4 separate regions of the Mus musculus genome follow, and regions 1, 2 and 3 are each linked to region 4. A link is a contact called in public ChIA-PET and HiChIP or PLAC-seq data. All regions are on one chromosome and are shown on one strand. The core of a region is the stretch at or near the end of the contact, and the rest is flanking DNA. Distances in the headings are between cores, read along the strand shown.

What was found. ChIA-PET counts read pairs in DNA pulled down with a chosen protein or histone mark. HiChIP or PLAC-seq counts read pairs in DNA pulled down with a chosen protein or histone mark.
Region 1: an HNF4G HiChIP or PLAC-seq map of pancreatic cancer cells shows a contact between it and region 4. The contact joins two enhancer-like sites. A contact is called at or near these places in 3 of 39 promoter capture datasets (the C10 cell line, cranial neural crest and frontonasal cranial neural crest), 5 of 115 datasets of contacts at active chromatin or transcription factors (effector CD8 T cells, embryonic stem cells, memory CD8 T cells and 2 more) and 2 of 9 other capture datasets (adipose tissue and embryonic stem cells).
Region 2: a contact with region 4 is called in an H3K4me3 HiChIP or PLAC-seq map of bone marrow-derived macrophages, with 4 times the contacts expected there. The contact joins two enhancer-like sites. A contact is called at or near these places in 2 of 115 datasets of contacts at active chromatin or transcription factors (bone marrow-derived macrophages and memory CD8 T cells) and 2 of 9 other capture datasets (adipose tissue and liver).
Region 3: a contact with region 4 is called in an RNA polymerase II ChIA-PET map of memory CD8 T cells, with 11 read pairs. The contact joins the promoter of Zdhhc7 here to the enhancer-like site in region 4. A contact is called at or near these places in 4 of 115 datasets of contacts at active chromatin or transcription factors (embryonic stem cells, memory CD8 T cells, microglia and 1 more) and 2 of 9 other capture datasets (adipose tissue and liver).

Annotation. Positions count from the first base shown.
Region 1 is chr8:119,418,080-119,423,306 of GRCm38.p6, forward strand. All of the region lies in intron 3 of Gm32006 (a long non-coding RNA gene), which reads right to left. It also overlaps a transcript of Mlycd not described here. Among named protein-coding and RNA genes, the nearest start is that of Gm32006, 8.9 kb to the right of the region's middle. Within about 2 kb of position 1,357, at least 38 of the 459 cell types and tissues checked have an H3K27ac peak or open chromatin away from gene starts, as enhancers often do. A contact at or near this core is called in pancreatic cancer cells, where this site is marked.
Region 2 is chr8:120,123,493-120,128,578 of GRCm38.p6, forward strand. The region is part of intron 1 of 6430548M08Rik (RIKEN cDNA 6430548M08 gene); the gene reads left to right. Among named protein-coding and RNA genes, the nearest start is that of 6430548M08Rik, 12 kb to the left of the region's middle. Within about 2 kb of position 1,504, at least 44 of the 459 cell types and tissues checked have an H3K27ac peak or open chromatin away from gene starts, as enhancers often do. A contact at or near this core is called in bone marrow-derived macrophages, where this site is marked.
Region 3 is chr8:120,099,078-120,104,230 of GRCm38.p6, forward strand. Zdhhc7 (zinc finger, DHHC domain containing 7) reads right to left here and starts at 2,395. Exons shown (of 8, transcript NM_133967.3): 1 at 2,015-2,395.
Region 4 is chr8:119,811,082-119,816,306 of GRCm38.p6, forward strand. All of the region lies in intron 3 of Cotl1 (coactosin-like 1 (Dictyostelium)), which reads right to left. Among named protein-coding and RNA genes, the nearest start is that of Cotl1, 27 kb to the right of the region's middle. Within about 2 kb of position 2,035, at least 163 of the 459 cell types and tissues checked have an H3K27ac peak or open chromatin away from gene starts, as enhancers often do. A contact at or near this core is called in adipose tissue, bone marrow-derived macrophages, liver and 3 more, where this site is marked.

The sequences.
Region 1 (5,227 bases), core at 107-2,606, 390 kb before region 4:
TGCTTCATTCTCCCCCCCACCCCCCAGGCAGGGTTTCTCTGTGTAGCCCTGGCTGTCCTGGAACTCACTCTGTAGACCAGGCTGGCCTCGAACTCATAAATCTGCCTGCCTCTGCCTCCCAAGTGCTGGGATTAAAGGCAAAGGCGTGCACCACCACTGCCCGGCTAGGATGCTTTTTTTTCTTGGCCCTGGCATTCCCCTGTACTGGGGCATATAAAGTTTGCAATACCAAGGGGCCTCTCTTCCCAGTGATGGCCAACTAGGCCATCTTCTGCTACATATGCAGCTAGAGACATAAGCTCCGGGGGGTACTGGTTAGTTCATATTGTTGTTCCACCTATAGGGTTGCAGATCCCTTTAGCTCCTTGGTTACTTTCTTTAGCGCTTCCATTGGGGACCCTGTGTTCCATCCAATAGCTGACTGTGAGCATCCACTTCTGTATTTGCCAGGCACTAGCATAGCCTCATATGAGACAGCTATACCAGGGTCCCTTCAGCAAAATCTTGCTGGCATATGCATAGTGGCTGATTATGGGATGGATCCCCGGGATGGGGTAGTCTTTGGATAGTCCATCCTTTTGTCTTAGCTCCAAACTTTGTCTCTGTAACTCTTTAATCCCAGCACTGGGGAGGCAGAGGCAGGTGGATTGCTGAGTTCGAGGCCAGCCTGGTCTACAAAGTGAGTTCCAGGACAGTCAGGGCTAAACAGAGAAACCCAGTCTCAAAAAAACAAAAACAAACAAAACAAACAAAAAAGAATGCTTCATTCTTAAGGGCCCTGCTGACACTGTCCAGACTCGGGGAACCAGCTCACAGCATGCCTTCTGGCAGGACTTTGTGATGCAACAAACAGGTATTTGGGTCCCTCATCCCCCAGATCCCTGTTGCCTCATGGGGGTGGGGTGGGGTCCCCTGGGGGATGGCCAGCTACGCTGAGCCTTCTTCCCCCCACCCCCTCCCCACCAGCAGTCCCTTCCACCAGCTCCGCCACAGAAGCAGTTCATCATCAGGTAAGCAGGCCTGTGGCAGGAAGGGCCGTTGGGGTCTACATGGTGTCAGGGAGCAATAGAGCAGGAAGGTTCTAGGGAGGTGGTGGCCACGCCCCTGAGGAGTCAGGTTGTTAGATGGGGCCCCAAAGCAGGGCTAACTGGATAATCCCAAGGGAGCACAGAGAGCGCCAAGCAGCAGTCTCCTCAACAAAATGGGCTTGCTGGGGTGGGTCCTGCCTCAGGGACTGCACTTCAGAAGATTAAACGTAGAACCCGTGGCAAAGGCCTCGGGCCTGGGACTGACTCACCCTAGCCTCCCCAGGCCGGACTCTCCTCGAGTCATAGGCCAGCTCTGCCACCCAGCCTCTTCTGTGGTTTTGTAGAACAAAACCAGGGACAGCTTGGGCCCAAACAGTATGGAAACTCAGACTCGGCCTCTCTCGATTCAGCCGAGGCTAGCATTCTGGTTGAGTCTGCAAGCAGCGACAGCATGCCCTAGTGAGGGGCTCCCACTGGAATGCACCATGTGGGTGTGCCAGGTGCCTGTGACCCTCCCAGCCTCCCTTGCCCTGTCAGGGTAGACCCCTTCACCCCTGCCCCACTGGGTAAGGCCCAGTTTATAGGCTGCCTGCCTTTCCCCTTTCTCTGTGCAGAGACCCACAGGGTCCTGCTGACCCTAACCCCTATCCACAGAACCCCAACTGTCCCTGGAAGACAGCAGAAAGCTTCAGGAACAGGGCTGCCACCACCCCCAAGCCTTGGGCGGGGCCTGCAGGCTCGCCCTCCTCCCTACATATGCCAGCAGAGGCTGCCTCTGAAGTCTCCGTGCCCTCCCAGTCCCTCAGCCTCTTGCTTCTAAGCCTTTCCTGGTCCTGCCTGTTGGTGGCCCCAGGGCATCTTCAGACCAGATTGAAGCTCTCTGAACTGGGACCTGTCTCTATCATAAATTTGGGCTTCCGGGCATGGTGGCACACGCCTTTAATCCCAACACTTGGGAGGCAGAGGCAGGTGGATTTCTGAGTTCGAGGCCAGCCTGGTCTACAGAGTGAGTTCCAGGACAGCCAGGGCTACACAGAGAAACCCTGTCTCGAAAAATCAAAAATAAATAAATAAATAAATAAATAAATAAATAAATAAATAAATTCAGGCTTCTTGAAATTGGATATAAGCATCCATTCCATGGATAGGTTGATTTCCAGAACACACAGGAGCCAGATAGCCTGGCGGTAGAGGCTTCCATTGTCCAGGGGACTCAGCAGGACCTTCCCTGGCATCCTGCTACTTCCTGATGAGGCGGCTCAGTTGTCTCATTCCTTTGAGCATAGACTCCATGCACACAAGGCAGGACCTGCAGGTCCTCGCCACCACACAATCTCTCCCCCTTTCAAAAGGCCTCCAGGGCTGACAGCACAACTCCCAAACCTTCAAGTTGACAGCCACAGGCAACTGCAGAAGCTGCAGACAGCTGGCTCTCTCCTGGTCCCCATTACCCCGTGAGACTCTGCTTCTGGCAAAGGTGCCACTGGGGATTGTCTCGGTGTGTGGGGGCCCCGGGTGGGGTACCATCACTCCTCTTCCCCGTCCCACTCTTCCTCCCCGTCACATTCTACCCCCCCCCCACCTATGTCACATTTTCCCCCTATAACAGGGGAGAGACTGGATGCAAAGACACAGAATATCCTAGATAGCCACTAGAAGAGAAGCCGATCAGTTGTTGTATAGACTGTGGGGGACCACGCTTAAGGCACCCTTAAGCCTTGCTCCCTCAACCTGCACACCATCAAGCCTGCCCCTCCCCCACCCTCTCCTCCCTGCCCCCTAGGGTTTTCTGACCTTCCCCAGTCCAGTGCCCTGCACCACCCAGAGGGGCTTGTTCCTTTTCATCTTGCCTGCCCCTAAGAACCATGGGGTGGTAGCCCTGTGAGCTCTGCACCCCTCAAAACCCATGTGTATAGCTGGCCAGCAGCAGAGCTCTGCCCCACTCCACCCCATTCCAAGGCTAGCCCCCTTGTGACCTCCGTGGAGGTGCTTCCTCCCAGGCTCCTCAAATAATAAGACCTGGCTTTTGACCTAACTCCCTCAGCACCCTGGCAGGGTTACAGGCTTCCTGTGGGCCCAGCATCCGGAGGCTCCCAGGAACCTCAGTGCTGGCCAGATCATCCTCTTCTGCCATCCAACAAGCAAGCCAGGGCTCTGGTCACCTGCCCTACTGGGCCCCTTGGGCCCCACCAGAGCTGGCCATCTGGTTTCCTTTCTCCAGGGTCAGAGAGATCCATCCCTAAGAGGGAAAGAAGGGAAAGACACCCCACCCCCACCACCCCCGGAACCCACATCCCAGTGTGGAGGATCACACAGACACACACAGGTAAGTGTTAAAGCACATGAAGGGATGGCAAGGGCTCTGGAAAACACAAACCGAGCCAGCGTGTGGGTAAACGCAGGCGCACGCATGCATGCACGCACTCGTATGTGTGTACACACCCAGGCAAGTGTATGTAGAAGCCAGAGAAAGATGTGCATGCCTCCCTCTGCTGCTCTCCTCTGCGTTTTCAATCAGGCTCCCAAGTGCTGAGTTTAAAGGCATTTATTTGCCACTCTGCCCGGCCTTCCCACTACACCTGAAGCTTGAGGTGTGTTGACCTGTCTCCACTCACTAACAACTGGATAACAGGCATGCACAGCCATGCCTGAAGTCTATGTACATTCAAATTCAGGTCCTCTGAATCACGGTACAGCAAGCGGGCTTGCCCACTGAGCCATCTCTCCAGCCCCAGGAAGTGTATGCAGGCTGCTCCTGGGCTGTTTGAATAGAAGCCTTCAAGCTGAGCCAATAAGGATGGTGGACTCGGAAAGCACGTCCCTGGGGACCGTGTGCCTAGGCAGCTGCTGCACAATGTCCCTGAGGCAGGATTGTCGGCATGGGTCAACCATCCAACTCCCAAAGAGGTTTTCAGGAGGAGCTGGTGAGATTTGCTGTTGGTCAGGGTGAGCACTGAGTCTGAGGAGTCAGGGTGTGGGTAAAGCCTTTGGAGTCTGGATGTGCGTGGAGCTGTTTGAGTCACTGAGATAGGAGAGGCATTTGAGGAAGGAAACCCAGTGGAGCTGCTTTGGCACGGAGGTGGCTCTGGCTTGCTTTCCCACATCTGAAGCAATCTGAGCCCAGCAAGAGGGGGGAGTGCTAGGCCTCCTGGGGGTTCATTCTGGGCCCCTAGCGGCTCTCCCTCTCCTCTGCCCATCATCCTTACCTACCCTGAGCAGCAGCCACTGCCAGCAGCCAGCCACACCCAGCCAGCCACAGGCAGCCCTGGCAGTAGCCAGTGGATCGGCAAGGGAACACTGCCTCTGAGCTCCAGGGCCCTCAGAGCCCGGCAAGCTCTGTCATCACCAGCTCACCCACCCTTGGCTCACTGCTGTCCAGAGTAGGACACGGCCATCCTGCTGTGGCGGTGGCAGGCCCGAGCCCTTAGGGCCCAGACAGTGGGCATCCAGCTCACCAAGAAAGGTTTGGCAAGGCCAAGGCCAGGAATGCTTTACAAAGCTGGGGTATGCAGGCAGGAGGGAGGGCACAGTTGTACAGAAGACTGGGAACCCAGCCCAGTCGGCCTGGAACTCAACCCAGCTCTCTCCCCTGCGGATAATAACAGTGAGAATAGGCTCCTGACACCTTTGCCCCAGGTATAGTTCGCAGGCCTAGCCTCAGTCCAGTTCTGTCCTCAGCTGCTCCCTGGACACACAGAAACTGAGGCTCAAAGGGTTATCCAAGGTAGGCATGCCCAGGTCCCCACATGCTAAGTAGAAAACTGTCTGTGGTCGCCACTGCCATGTCTCCAGGCTACCCCAGTTCACTGGGGTACGCCGTGGTCCTCAAACTCACCCCCTCTGGCCCCAGGCCCTTTGCACACCCTGCTTTCCTTAGCGATCTCCTTCTCTGAATCTTCACCATTCTCAGGTCACAGGGCAAGCAGCCCTCCTGTCTTTTCATCCTCCCTAGAGCTAGAGCCAGTCTTGCTCTCCTGATAACTCTATATTCCAAGCCCATGGGAAGTATTGCCCTTCTGGACTGACCAAGGCACAGCAAGGAACAGTTCCGCAAGTGGCAAACCCAGTGCCGGCAGGAAAGTCTGCTGTCGCACTGGAAACAGCACAGGGCCTGTTCAGCAAAGAAGCCACCAAGCCAGCCTGGTGCAGCAATCAAATATTTGTGTTTAAATTGCATCTCATTGTTTGGCTGGGTGGTA
Region 2 (5,086 bases), core at 254-2,753, 310 kb after region 4:
ATGTGACTGCCTGTAAGGGAGTTCCAAGCTGATTTTATTATGGTTAAAACAGTTGTCAGTTATATACACGCTGACATGTACAGTTTGGGGAAATACTTGCAAATGTAAGCTGAAGCTTTGCTAGGCTTCCAGTGTTCTTTATCCCTCCCAGTTTTCCAGCTAAGTCTGAGTAAGTCTGCATTAGCGATATAGGGAACATCAGTCCACTCGATCTTCTTGCCACTTTATGCTATCTGCTTTTGTTGTCTTAAATATCTTCTTGTGTCTGGCATGCTTGGGCTTCTACCAGATTTGACTCTGAACTAACTAACTAACTCTCTCTCTCTCTCTCTCTCTCTCTCCCTCTCTCTCTCCCTCCCTCCCTCCCTCCCTCCCTCCCTCCCTCTCTTCTCTGAGGTCAGAGGACAGCCTTAGGTGTCAATCTTCACCTTCCACTCTGTTGAGATGGTTTGTTGTTAGGCAGTGTACATGCCAGGTTAGCTGGCCCATGAGCTCCCAGGGAGTCTTCCCTCTCCACCTCCCATCTTGCCGTAGAAACACTGAGATTTTCTGAGTGTAAACACTGAGATTTTAATTGCATACCACTTCTCATGGCTTTTCATAGGTTCTGAGGTCCTCCTGCTTTGAACTGAGTCTCTCTGCTTGTAAGGCAAATGCTTTAGCCACTAAGCCATCTTCCCCAGCACTAGGGAAACAAGGCTCTTAAGATTCCCCAGGCAAAATCAAGCTCCACTTCTGTGTTGCCATTAGCATCTGCATCTAGAATTGTGGCATTTGTCAGGAGCTAAGATACTTCTGGAATGTCTCTGAGTCCATTTCCCATTTACCTTCGCATCCCTGGGGCCAGCAAGGACCTAATCAATTGTTGTCAAACAAATGACCTGATCTCTTCGGAGTAACACCCAGGATCCTCCCACTTATGGAAAGGAAGGGAAGTGACATCAAGGCAGCAGCCGTAGAACAGGCCTGCTCTGTATCAACCAGAGTCGACTGCCAGTCCAGAGCAGGAACTGTCTTTCCTGTTAGTGTTTCTCAGACTGTGGCCACCAGCCCATCCGAGTGCTGTGGCTGATGGACGGGTCCTTGTTTGTGTTCATCAGCTTTCACTAAGGAAGCTCAATACCAAAAGTAGCTGGATTAAAGAGGACACAGGTTTAAGTGAGAGGACCATACCATGGCAAAGCCTATGAAAAGGGAACGGTCTCATTTTTAGCCTTTAGGATAGGATGAACAGAGTCCTGATGACCTGAGTACCTCTCGTTATGTCTGCCTCTGGATCATTCCCAACCCCTTCCATATTGTCAGCCTGTGGACCAAGCTTGTAACAAGATGGATGTATGCCTTGGAGGAATACAAAGTCTATCTAGCTGTAGTGACATCCACAATCCAGCATAGCAAGGCTGTGGACGCAGCCGCTGCCGGCTCTATTTGGACTTCTGCAGTAGCTCTTTGGCCCCAGGCAGCTGTGTAGCTTTCTAAGCCTTAAGGACTCTACACTCACAGACTGACATAGCAGTGGACCTGGCCAGTGTGGCTTAGTGCCTGGAGCATTGTGAGAGCACAGTGTTAGTTGCCATGACGTTTAATAACCAAGAATCCCTTTATAACTGAGAAGCCCTTGCCCCTGCTAGAAAAGCCCAGCTGGGCTGCCCTGACAGGACTGCAAGCAGCACTGGTTGCAGCTGGCTTTGACTCTTGGGAAACTGGTGATCGGTTTACGCAGCATGCAGAGGAGTGCCCACATCACACAGTCCTGGAAAGGATGCATGAGGGTTTCCTTCAACCCACTCTTCCATTCAAATGCAGATTCAAAAACGTAAAGAACTATGACTGTTTAGGGTTTCTACACTGAGTGACATAAAATCTTTGAAATGTTTAATAAGGGAAATTTAAAGTGCTGGTACACAGCTGTAGTTTCAGCAACTGAAGAGGCTGAGATATCAGGAACACTAAAATGCTTGAGTTCAAGACATGTAGTGAGACCTCTCCCTCCAAAAATCCATAATTCAATAGTATCTCAGATACCAAGTACTGGTGTGCTCTCTGTCTCCATTTGTGTGTGTGTGTTTCTAACTCTCTCTCTCTCTCTCTCTCTCTCTCTCTCTCTCTCTCTGTGTGTGTGTGTGTGTGTGTGTGTGTGTGTGTGTGTGTGTGTGTGTCATTTCTGAGTCTCAGAATTAACATCTCCATTCATGTCTTATATTGTGTCTTTCCCTCTGTGTCGTGTGACTCTGGTGTCGTCCCCCCCAACCCAACCTCTCGTGTGTGTGTGTGTGTGTGTGTGTGTGTGTGTGTGTGTCTTTTCTAGCTCCTGGTATGACTGAGCAGTCTAGTCTGATCAGCAGCCTCCTCTCCTCCACACCGTGTTTCAGGGATTCTAACCCACAAAGTTTATTTAATCTCTTGTGTCAAGCTGTCTGAAGGATCTTGTATGGCATTTTAGGAAGCTGTAAAAGCAAAGTCTGCCCTCCACCCCCAGAATCGGTACAGGACACCAAATTCTTAGCAAGGAGATTTATTACTCCAGAGGGGCAGGAGGCTGGGCTGCAAAGGCAGCAGCAGAAGCAACAAACACAAGCAAACAAGAAAGCAAGAGCAAAACAAACAAACAAAACAAACAAACAAACACCACTCCTGGGGTGGAGGTTTTAAGAGGAAAGGGCAGGCCATGCTGGGGTGAGTTGGTAAATCCTGATTTGGACATATCTGCCGAATCATGAATTTTGATTGTTGGACCTTGGTGTCAGGAATGACTCAGTGACAAAATAATCAAATAGACCTTGAAGGCTGGCTTTAGGGATGTAACGGTTTTTAGCAAGGGTGAAAGGGCAAAACCTGTCCATAATGTCTTCTATGCTCGGATCTGCTAGAGTCCCTGCAAGCTGTCTAAATTCAGTATACTCCAGCAAGAGGCATCAAACTGGGGTGAATCACTCCAGGAAAAGCTTATAGAAAATGAGACCGTTGGGGCAGGAAGGCCAGGCGTGGTCTGTCAGACTCAGGCCTTGCTGAACCCTGCCTGCTGTCACTACTCAGGACCCAGCCCCAGTGTGGAGCAGGTAGTGTCAGTGCATCTCCTCCTCTGCCACATAGATGCCTCCCCCAAAAGATTAGGGTGTGGCTCTGGCTACTTGCCTGGCCGTTCTTGCTCTTTTCTTTGAGTTGCTCTGCCCGACTCCTGTGGAGGTATTTGATCAAGTGGAATGCGGCAGGCAGGCACAAACATTCTCTAACTGTCTCCTTCGTGGAGAGGCAGAGGCCAGTTTTGTGTTGCTTATCGCTATCTGTGGCTCTGACTCTTGGGCAATCAGTGGTGAAGGCTCTGGGTCAGTGGTGTTGGTACAGGGAAGGAAGGGGATGGGGGGACGCCTGGCACAATGCAGGAAATCACGGTGACCTTCTGTGTCAACCAGGAAGGGCCATGATATTCAGGGAGCTGACTGGGAGTGGGGCTCCTCCCGGGAGCCTGCAGCATGCATTGTTGCTCCCGGTGAAGACTGAAGCTCCTATTGTCCCAGCGGCTCTAGAAGCATCCGTTCTCCCACCCTGAGAGAGTAGCACTCAACCTTGGGGCAGTTCATCCTGTCACACATCCTGTCAACAGTCCGTGGTGCTGGGACTCATCTAGTTTTCTGTGACACAGGAGTCCTGGGGGCTCCTGGCACAGCTTACTGCCCCTGGGTCCTACTCTTGGTGAGGACTTTCTGTGCTGCCCTGGACTCGTGGCTGTGCCACTGATGTTGAAGGAGAAGACAGCCAGTGTGGGTGTACCCTGCAGAGTGTCCAACAGGATTGTCGCAGTGGCAGCGTGCAGTGTGGGATCTCAGAATCCAGTTATCGTCCTGGCAGTAATGCATCTAGCCTGTCAAGCGAGAGGGCTGTATTCCTTGTTAGCCCTGGGTCGTTGGCACTTCCTGAAGAAGCCTGGTGGGACTCGTCCTTGTGTCCCTGTGAGTTCTGCCCCTCATCCTCTCACTCGGTGTCTTTCTTACTATGCAGTGCTACCTTTCCCATGCGGCCACCTTCTCGGAAGTTGCCTGCCCTGTCCTGTTCAAACCTAGTGTGCTTTTGAGCAAGGATGCTTCCCCCACACCCCCAATGGCAGAGGATGAGAAGCCCCAGCTCTCCTCCCTCCCTCCTAATCCAACCTGCATCCCCGGGCAGGCAGGGAACTTATAGCCGACCTTCCTGGTTTCCAGCCCCTCCCCAGCTTCCAGACCTTCACTGAGCTTCACTGCTGGCATGGAAAAGCGAGACTGTAGGCGGCAACATCTTTCTTCTTTGTGGGGCTGCTGATGACAGAGCCTGAGGTGACACAGAATCTCAAAGGACCAGGTTCGGGACTGCCTGTCAGGGAGAGCTGTACCTGAGGTAGCTCAGGACAGGGGAAACCTGGGGAAAGTTGGGTCTGAGTACCAAATCCAGGGCCCATGTGGGTGGGCATGTGGTGGGTGCAGCTAGCTGCTGTGTCTGGAATCTCTAGAGCCCCCTCTTTCTCTTTTCTCATTTTTTTCTTCTAAATTTATTTTGTGATGCCAGGTAAGTGCTCTACCTCTGCTCCAGACTCCAGCCATTTTCCTAAGAAAGGGCAACCGTTGAACCTGGGCTGTGTCTCAGGCACTCAGCTGCTTTTGCTGATTCTCTTCCTTATAATTATCATCCAGTAAAGTAGACGTGTTTTAGAGTAATATTTTAAAACACATAGACTCATGCAGTTACTACCAAATTCAACTAGGAAGCCATTTCTATTATCTTAAACTCCCATTGGCAATGCCCCTCTCCATCTCTGCCCAGTAATGGCACCCCTCTCTCTGCCTTTTTTTTTTTTTTTTTAAAGATTTATTTATTTATTATATGTAAGTACACTGTAGCTGTCCTCAGACGCACCAGAAGAGGGCATCAGATCTCATTACGGGTGGTTGTGAGCCACCATGTGGTTGCTGGGATTTGAACTCCAGACCTTCGGAAGAGCAGTCGGGTGCTCTTACCCACTGAGCCATCTCACCAGCCCCCTTTTTTTTTTTTTTTTTTTTTTTTTCTCTCTGCCTTTTGTGAAATGTCTCACAGATAGAATCAGGCTCACTGA
Region 3 (5,153 bases), core at 1,145-3,644, 290 kb after region 4:
GAGCACCTGAATTTCTCAGCTCACAACCACCTGTAGCTCCAGTTCCATGGTATCCAATGGTCTCTTCTGGCCCACATGGGGCAGGTACATACACACACGCATTTATAAATTAATTAATTAATTCTTAAAGCATGTTACGGGTTTTGTTTTGTTTTGTTTTTTGTTTTCCAAGACAGGGTTTCTCTTCTGTGTAGCCCTGGCTGTCCTGGCACTCACTCTGTAGACCAGGCTGGCCTTGAACTTAGAGATCTGCCTGCCTCGGCCTCCCAGGTGTTGGAATTAAAGGCATGTGCCACCACCGCCCAGCACATATGTTACTTCAATAATCAAAACATTACTTTGAAGAAATATTCCTCAAAAGCTGCCTCTAGTAAATCATTACGTGTCACTGCTCGGCAGGTACCGAAGCTAGGAAGCTCTGGGGTGATGAAAAACCACTTCCAATGCACCCAAGAGGTCCCTTTTGTAGGGACTGACTTCGTCTCCTTTCCGCAGGTGAAGAAAGAGCAATCATACTGTCTTATATCACTGACACTCAAGTGAGAAAGTAATAATTTCAATGAGAGTACACAATCTTGCCTGTCCTTTCACTTCACATACACTTCTGAACTGAGGACCACCCCATTAGCTTGGGTCCTTTCCCATCTTGTTTTGCTTTGCTTGGGGTAGGTCCGAACTTTCAATCCTCTCACCTCTACCTCTTGGATGCTGGGGCTATACCTGCCTTCTCTTCCATTCTTAAAAAGGGCTTGATTTTAAGGCATGATGAGCAGCAAAGCCACAGAGTTCTAATTTGTTTGTTTGTTGTTGTTGTTTTGAGACATGGTTTCTCTGTGTTGCCCTCACTGTCCTGGAACTCACTCTGTAGAACAGGCTGGCCTTGAACTCAGAAATCCTCCTGTCTCTGCCTCCCAAATGCTGGGATTAAAGGTGTGCACCCATTACATCCAGCTTAGAGTTTTATTTTTAAGTATATCAACCGACCAAGCGCCCAGACACTCAAGAGTCAAGTGCTGTTGAACAAATTCTGAGTGAAATTATCTCTTCACTTTTTCCCACTCTCAGCCCAGAAGCCAGTAACTCCTTACCAGTAACTCCACAGAGTACACAACACAGTTTCAACACCCCCAACCTGTCTATTTTGTGCAACGTTCAAAAAATGAAATTAACACTCCCATTAGCCCATTTTGTAAAATACCTCCAAGAACCTTTCTCTTTAACCACTTCTGCAGGGGCAAGTATCACAAGGTATCTTTTTTTGTTGTTGTTTCTAAATGTAGCATGAATTAAGTGAAAGTTATAAACAACTTTGGAAAGATCAGAGTGGTGTGCTGGGCAGATTTACCAAGAAATATAAATGACCTCTCTCCCAAGGCAGTAAAATAAACACAAGTGTACTCCCTCACTAAGGGGACTGATTGCAAAGCAGACTGTAGCTTGGATTTGGACAGCGCCACACACACCAGTGAAAGCCGCTACAGTGCAGACTGCTGCAACTATGACTACTCCAATTTAATTGCCACAATAAACTGGCTGTTCACGAGCTAATAAAATGTGCCTATTTAATAGCTAGAAGGGACTTAGTTCTAGAAATAATGACAGCTCAATAGAGTTGAACCTTATTGCCCTGAAAGCTGACCCGATTATCCCAGATGCCCTTCCGGGTAACTACCCTCCTAACACCATGGCCAGGGGCAGGGGGGAAGAGAAGGGAGACCGGCAAAGAACAGAAGAGTCCCGCTAAAGAGAGACAACAGAGGCCTTGGGAAGACAGACCTGCGACGAAGCATGACCATAAAAAAACTTGACAGCTCGCAGACCGGTGACAGCACTTTATGACAGCCACCCTGACGTTAGCTCTGGAGCGCCCAAGGTCAGGCAAAAGGCTGCAGGTGCAAATGGGGCTCGATCCTGCGGGGTCCGCAGAGGAGACTGGAGAGCCCCCGAGGGGACCGCAGCGCGGAGGCGGCGGGGAGCCGCCCGGGGTCGCGGCCGCCGCTCTCCCCGCACTCACCCGAGGCCCGGGCGGGGTCGCCCAGTGCTGAGGCTCCTGGTGGCCGGCGGCTGCAACGGCGCGGGCGGCGACGCATCATGCGGCAGCGCTCATGGCCGGGCCGGGTGGACCCGGATCCGGCTCGGTTCCGCGCTGCTCGGGCCGGCCGGGCCGGTGGGCGAGAGGCAGCAGCCCCAGCAGAAGCGGGAGCCCGACGCCGAACTGGCACAGCCGAGCCGAACGACCCCGGAACTGGACCAGGCCGAGGTCAAGACGCTGCGCCTGCGTCCTTCCGGTCGCGCCGCCCGGGGCTTCCGGGAGGCGGATCGCGGGGAGGCTCTGGCGATTTCATCCAAGACCGGGCTTCCAAGAACTCGGCGGTTCTTGGAGGAGAGGCAGCAGCATCTACGGCAAGACTACTAAACGGAGATCCCCCGGGAAGGGTGGCCCGGAAGAGAAATCAGTGCCTACGGGGCGCCGCGAGGGCCACGCCGCGTTGCCGTTCGAGAGCACTCGATAAGGCTTCCCGCCGCACCATACATAGATGAAGTTTGTGGCGACTCCGATTCTCTTTTTAAGGATGTCGGTGCCAGGTGGAGGAGGGAGAACTACGGAGATGAAGGATAGAGGCGCGGGGGTGGAAGCAACTGAGCCAGAGGGCGTTTGGGAGCCCGAGGCAGCGCCCTGGACCGGAGATGGGACTCCTGGGTCCAGGCTTGCACACCTCCATGCCCAGGTCGCTGGAGCGTCGCTGCGACCCCTTCCTGATGACCGGCCAGAGTTTTGCGGAGGTAGAAACGAGTGTTTTTATAACCTTCACCCGTCCCCTGCCTCTTGAGTCCCCTGACAGACTTAGCACAATTTGTCCAGGGCAGAGAAGTGTTTGGTAGTTAAACTGGCAAACGCAAGGTGTGCTGTGATACTAAAAAGGGCTATAATGACAGCTCCGGGATCTAGCCCATTGGGGTACGCACGCCATCTTCGCTGGGTTTCCTGTCCCCGCGCCCAGAAACTGCTATTCGAGCCAGATTTTTGGAAATAAGGGTGCATTAGATTAACTGCTCCAAAATTACAGCTTTTAAGTTTAGGCATGGAAGTGCACGCCTAAGTCCCAGCACTCAGGAGGCTGAGGCAGGAGGATTCGGAGTTCGAGACCACTCTAGACTATATAGTAATGCCATCTTGAAAAAAAAAAAAGCATCTTTTGGGTTTGAAAAATTATGGTTACATCTTTTTAATCTTATTTAATTCTTTCTTTAATTCTTATGTCTGTGGGTGTTCTGCCCGCATATATATATCTGTGTACCACGTGCATGCTCGAGGAGGGCATTTAGATACCCTGGAACTGGCGTAAGCAGTTTTGAGTTGGCTTATGGGTGCTAAGAAACCAAACCTAGGTTTTCTGGAAGGACCACCTCTAAGCAGACTCGCAGGCTCTGTAGCCCCTTTTGTGGTTACGTCTTGTGCATCCATATACTCACTATGGTACCAACCTTTCAGGTGCCTCTTGTTTGGCCTGCCCTAGGTAGCTATTTCCTCAGGATGGAAAGCGGGGCTCAGGACACCCATAAGACCCGGGAGGTCTTGTGGATCATGTAAGGAGTACACTGTTGCTGGTTAGAGGAGACTTTCTGGAGCCTTGCAGGCTGTGTCATGAGCATGTTTTCCCATGCTAGGGTGGACTTCTCAGTGTTGGCAATGCCTCAGTTACCCATACACCTCTAAATAGCCATGCACTTGTAGGTAACCCCGATGAGCTTAGCAGTTCACTGAGGCGGACCTGAATGGAATTGAGGCAGAATAGAAAGACAGGGACTTCAAGGACCCTGGGAACAGAAAAAAGCCCTCACCCTGACCTTTCTTGCTCGCTGAGAGTTAAGAAACCAGCAAGATTGATAAAGGCAGTATTGCCTCCAGAGACAGTGTGTTTTCCTCAAGACAACACAAACAGGATGTTAAAAACAGGAAATAAATTGTGCACACTCACGGTCAGATTGTTTGTGCGGATCTAGCTTAGCTAAATAATAAAAGCACCTTACTCAGCAAGAGACCCTGTCTTGAAAAATCCCCCATCCCTTGAGGACCTCTGGCCTTGGAGTACCCAGGCAGACATACAAATGCACACACACACACATACACACACACACAAGAATAAAATATAAGCTTGACTTGGAGATGGCTGGAGAGGTGGCTCTGTAATTAATAGCACTTGCTGCTTTTGCAGAGGACCCATGTATGGTTCCCAATACTCACACAATAGCTCACAACTATCTGAGCTACAGTTCCAGGGGACATGATGCCCTCCTCTGACCTTGGAGGCGCATGCTGCACATTCATACATACATACATACATACATGTGTGCAAAACACTCATATACATAAAATTAAAAAAATTTTTTTAAGTTACCAGCTCATGTATTTTACTTAACATTAACTTATGTAATTAGTTATTTTGAGGCAGGATCTCATATAGCCCGGGTTAGCCTCAGACTTACCATGAAGCCTGGGGTTCCATCCCCTGTACTGAATAACCTTGGTAGTGGTCATGATAACTCATGCTTGTAGTTTCAACGCTTGGAAAGTGAAGGTGGGAAGATCAGAAGTTCAAGGCCATCCTCCTTTACAAAATGTTAAGCTTTGATTACTCTTGAAAGCTTATAAACTGCATCTTTTGAAGAATGTGACTTAACAGGCTGTAGGTTGCTATGTGCGGCCATTGTGAAGACAGCTAAGTACGACTTCCTGGAAAAAGCCCACACACCCATCATGAGACTGTATTATCCTTCTCCTCTGTGACTGTCTCCATACTTAATAAAGTCACTAGCTTTGCTTCTGTTCGGTTCATCCTGAATTCCTTCCTACAGCCAAGTCTACGATCCTTCTGTTGAGATCCCGGAGCAGGAAGGGAATTCCTCAGGCTGCTGCCAGCTGTTGGGCTGTATCCCACAACCGCTCACACGAAACGATGTCTTTGGTCTTTCGTTGGTGTGCTATCTAGAGTGGGCAGATACTTGTTCATGTCTCTCCAAGAAAAGCCATGCCAGCAGCCTGCCATCCTGGTAGCTTTGACTCCAGGACCCCTAGCTTGTGGCCAGGCTTTTTTGTTTGTAGTCAGGAAGGAAGGTTTTGTTTCTCTAATACCAAGGCTGCATAGCCACTG
Region 4 (5,225 bases), core at 785-3,284:
CTGCTACTGTGGTCACTTCTTAGGACTTTAGGCTTTGATCAGATGAGCCCAGGGCCTGGCCCACGTGAGAATGTGAAGCAGGAGGTATCTTATCAGGCAACACTGAACCGTGAGAATTACGTCATTTTATATGCGGATTATGAGGCACAATAAAAACCAAGAAAATCTCAAGGGAAGACAAAGAAAGCTGCAGGATGCACACGAGTCCAAAGGTTGGGAAATTATCCACATAAAAGAGCCGAGGGTGGCATACCTACCTGTAAAGCCAGTACTAGGGAGATGGAGGCAGGAGGCGTGGGAGTTCATAGCCAGCCTCAGATAATAGAAATTTAAGGCCAACAAAAGCCTGTACGGTAAGAGGTACACACACGCGCACACACACACACACACACACACCCCACAGGCATGCTCCTCAACACTGCACATCGTACTCCCACACCTGCATCAGTACTAGGAGAAGGAGCTCAGGCCCTAGTCTTAGGCAAGCAAGCACTCTACCACTGAGCAACATCCCCAGGCCTATGACACCATAATCGCTACACACACACACACACACACACACACACACACACACACACACACACTGTGCTGTGGTACTGAGACCAAGCTACAGTGTCAAAATATGGAAAACTGCAACTATGACCCTAGGGCTGGACACTGAAAGCTCTGCCTGAGAGAAATGAAATCACCCGGGCACAGACACACATGCCCAGACTTCACAGCTACGTGATTCACCCCAAACAGCCAAGCACCCCAGGTAGCTAGCCATCAGATGAGAAGAGAGGGTAAGGCAGACCCTCAATGCATGGACGTTCCAAATGGTGACGCATTAATTAGTCATCGATGAAATTCTAATGCCCGGTGCAACATGGGCGAACAAATCCCTGAACATGGGCAAAAACAGACAGACATGAAGAGCCACCCACTGTCTGGTTCCTCTGACAGGAAATGTCCAAAAAAGGCAAATCCACAGAGAAAGCAGACCAGAGGTGACCAGGGGTGGGAGACAAAACAGGAAACGGCAGATGTCATCTAAGACGCATTGTGGTAAAACTGCACAGTTCGTGGAGGTGACTGCAAGCCAGCAGGGGTCAGAAGAGCAGCTCACTCTGCCCCACACCAGCCCAATGGCAGCTTTTCAGATTCCAAAAGACACCAGGAACTGGTGGCATATGCCTTTAGTCCCAGCACTCAGGAGGCAAAGACAGGTGGCTCTCTGGGATTCGAGGCCAGCCTGGTCTACAGAGCGAGTTCCAGGACAGCCAGGGCTACACAAGAAACCCTGTCTCGAAAAACCAAAAGATAAAAATTCTCAAAGACAATCAAGATTATTTTTCTTTTACAAACAAGACAGAGTCTGAAGACCACAATGCCTGCCCAAGGTCACAGACCTGGGACTACAGCCTCAGAGCAGGAGTGTGGCTCAGTTCAGTGCTTACCTTAGCAGGCAGGAGGGCGCGGGTTCAAGCCCCAGCACTGTCCTCACCCCCAACTACTATATGTAGATATCAAGAAAGGGAGCAAAATGCTTTGGAACTAGGGAGGGGTGGTTAAAGAGCTTACTTTTACATTAAATGGATTTTACATCAATAAAAACCAAAATCAGCAAAGTCGCCATAGCACCAGAAAGATCACGTTCTCGGCTTCCTAGATACCATGAGCAAGGCCACCAAGACATGGCAGGATATGGAGGAGGGGTTAATATTTGCCAAGAGAGGCAAGCCTCACACAATCTGACTGAATCCACCCTCAATACATTAGCCTTTTACCAGGTTACGATAAGGCCCTGGGGGCAGAGCTGAGACAGCCTTATGCAGCCCCAAATTCAAAGACCCTTCCCAGCAGCCCCAGGGCCAGCACTGCTAAGCTTATGCATGTGACCCAGACCATGGAAGGCAGTGGACCCCAGGTCTGGAAAGAGAATAGAGAGTTGTGTCTCAACTCCCAGGCCAGCGGCACGGGGGAGGGGCGCGGGTGCCCCAGCAAGGAAGTCAATGGGGCAAGAAGCCTAAGAGGAAGTTCAAAGTCCTCTGCTTGTTTGACAGCCTTATATGGCAATGTAAAGAAGAACCTGAAGTCTGGGTCAGGAACAAGAGTTTAGGAAGACAAGATAAGGACTAAGAAATCTAAAGGGAAGTTCTAAGGGCTGGGTGCAGCTATGGCTAAAACCACAAGAGCTGTCCCGTGGTCACACTACAACCAGGCAGTGTGGGATGCAAGCCCAGAGAGCAGGAGACTGACTGCCCACCAGTCTGAAGCCAGTTTGTGTTACATAGCAAAACTCTGTCTCAACAAACAAACAGGGGCTGTGCACGTGGCTCAGCTGGCGGAGGGCATGCCTAGCGTGCACAGAGCCCTGGGTTCAAGCCCCAGCACTTCATAAACCTGGCGTGTTGGCGCAGGCCTGTAATCCCAGAGAGAAGAGGATCAGAAATTCGAGACTGGGTGGGGAGATGGCTCAGAAGGTAAAGGCACTCGTCTCGAAGCCTGATGATCTCAGATCCCCGCCCTGCCCCGCCCCCCCCCCCCCCCCATGAAAGGAGAGGCCAGCCCCTGCACGCTGTCCAGACTCCACATGCTGCTGTGGTGTGCACAAATCCCCACACAAAGTTAGTACATGTGACTCCGTCTCAAAAAGGAGATCAGACTAGTGAATGGTACAGAGCAAGAAATGTAAATAGGCAAAATCGTCTATACTCTACCAGAGATACACCACGTACGTGCACACATATTCACTGTCCCAAACTTAAAAAAAAAAAAAAAACACCTCGAACCTTGAGGCACATTTAAAACCAAATCGCCATGAAGCGAATGCTTCCAAGTCTCCAAAGTTGACAGAACAGCCACGTGGGGTCAGCCACACGGGACATTCTCTCCTCTCTGCTGCCACAGAAGACAACTTTGTCTGCAGATTCGTTTTTTATAGTTGCTGCCTGCAGAGGCCAGAGACGGATCCTCTGGGACTATTACTGTGGGAGAGCAGTGTGGGGGTGCCGATCACACGTTCCAGCCTCCCCATCCCCACCCCCCAGGTCACGACCTTCCACTCCTGCTGTTCTGGGGAACCTCAAAGTTAGAAGGCAGAATCAAGAGTCCCTCATCTTGGGTTGAATGGTTTTCCCTCCAAGTGACCAAGGCAGGCAGCTAGCATTTCTGAGGCCACTGGAGCCCAAGCCATACTGTGGTTCCGAGACAGAGCCTGGGTCTTCGCTACGGGCTGATGTCTCTCATCAACAATCAGTCAGACTGCGGCCTTGCTCGCCACGAGCCTGGCTCGGGGCTGATGAACCTGGCTCTGTTCTCCTCACCCCACAAGAGACCACACTGCCCAGCTGAAGTCAGGGGTGTGTGCAGACTCACATCCCCCCCAGCAGGAATATGGTAAAGCCTAGGAAATCATTCCTACCCCTTGGACCACGGTGAGGACTTCATGTGGTTGGACCAATGGCAGTCACTCCCAGTCTTTAGCTAACACCTATCCCCACACCCTACCTGACTCCAGGAACCTTCTGCATCTCCCATACCTATGATCCAGCCCTTCCCTATACATCTTTCTAAATGAGTTTACCAGTTTCCATCCAAGCTCATTTATGGTCTCAAGTGACCTATGGACAGCCCTGGAGACAACGCTGAGGGTCCTCTTTCCTGCTATTCCAAGGGCAGTCCCTCCCCATCTGGGAAATTGGAAGAGGCAGCTCAGGCAGGCAAACAGGCCCCCGCCCCAACAAAAGGCCTGACACAAGTGGTATGCGCTTCCCATCTAGGGTGTGAATTCTACTAACCGTTCCAAAATGCATGGCTTGGGCAGGCACTATGCTGGCTAGTTTTATGTCAACTTGACACAAGCTAGAGTCATCTGAGAGGAGGGAACCTCAATTGAGAAAGTTAAGATCGGACTGTAGGGACGCCCAGAGGACATTTTCTTAGTGTTTGACAGGGGAGGGCTCAACCCATCATGTATGATACAAGCCCCTGGGTTCTATAAGAAATGGGCTGAGCAAGCCATGAGGAACATGCCAGACAGCAGCACCCCTCCATGGGCTCAATACCAGCTCCTGGCTCCAGGTTCCTGTCCCGTTTCACTTCCTGTCCTGTCTTCCTTCAGTGATGAGCTACGATGTGGAAGAGTAAGGCAAACAAACCCACTCCTCCTCAACTTGATTTTTTAAAAAATATTTATTTAATTTATGTGAGTACACTGTAGCTGTCTTCAGACTCACCAGAAGAGGGCATTGGATTCCATTACAGATGGTTGTGAGCCACCATGTGGTTGCCGGGAATTGAACTCAGAACCTCTGGAAAAGCAGTCAGTGCTCTTAACCGCTGAGCCATCTCTCTAGCCTTCAACTTGACTTTTTTGTTTGTTTGTTTTTTGTTTTTTTGAGACAGGGTTTCTCTGTGTAGCTCTGTCTGTCCTAGAACTCACTCTGTAGACCAGGCTGGCCTTGAACTCAGAAATCCGCCTACCTCTGCCTCCCAAGTGCTGGGATTAAAGGTGAGGGCCACCACCGCCGGCTTCAACTTGACTTTAGATAATGGTGTTCCATCACAGTAATGGAAACCCCAAGGCAAGTACCAACCTCAAGATTTATGTGAGGGATCCCTTGCCCTCCGCCTCCACTTCTACTGAGCAGTCAGCTTCAGACCTAAGGGCACCACTGGAGAATTCCCAGGGCCACAGGGGAGACGCCTTCCAGGTAGGTAAGTAAAAGGGGCAGAAACCAAGCGACATCAGCGGACAGCTAAGGCCTGACCCAGGAGCAACACCAAGATCAGAAAGAGCAAGGAGATTTTCATCTGTATCCCTGTACCAACAAGGCCACCTCCCATCACACTCACCCCTACATGCACATGAGCGTGCACACAGAAGCACACACACACACACACCTACCCATACACACATGAGCCTGTTTGCAGGGCTAGATTAAGATACATATAAGTATTCTCTTATCCTTGACTTTAAATTGTTTCTTCCCCTTTTCAGACAGGTTCTCATGAAACTCAGGCTGGCTTTAAACCTGCTGGTAGCCAAGGATGACCCTAAATTTCCGATCTTCCACCTCTCTGGTGCTGTGATTAGAGGTGTCCGCTACAAAGCCTGGCTTACGTGGTGCTGGGGGCCCCCTGAGATCTATCCCCAACCCCGAGCTCTCTTCTGAAGGCTCCCCGACTCCATGGCTTAAACCCAGTTTTCTTGCTAAAACTGGCTGAGAATGGGGTTTAGT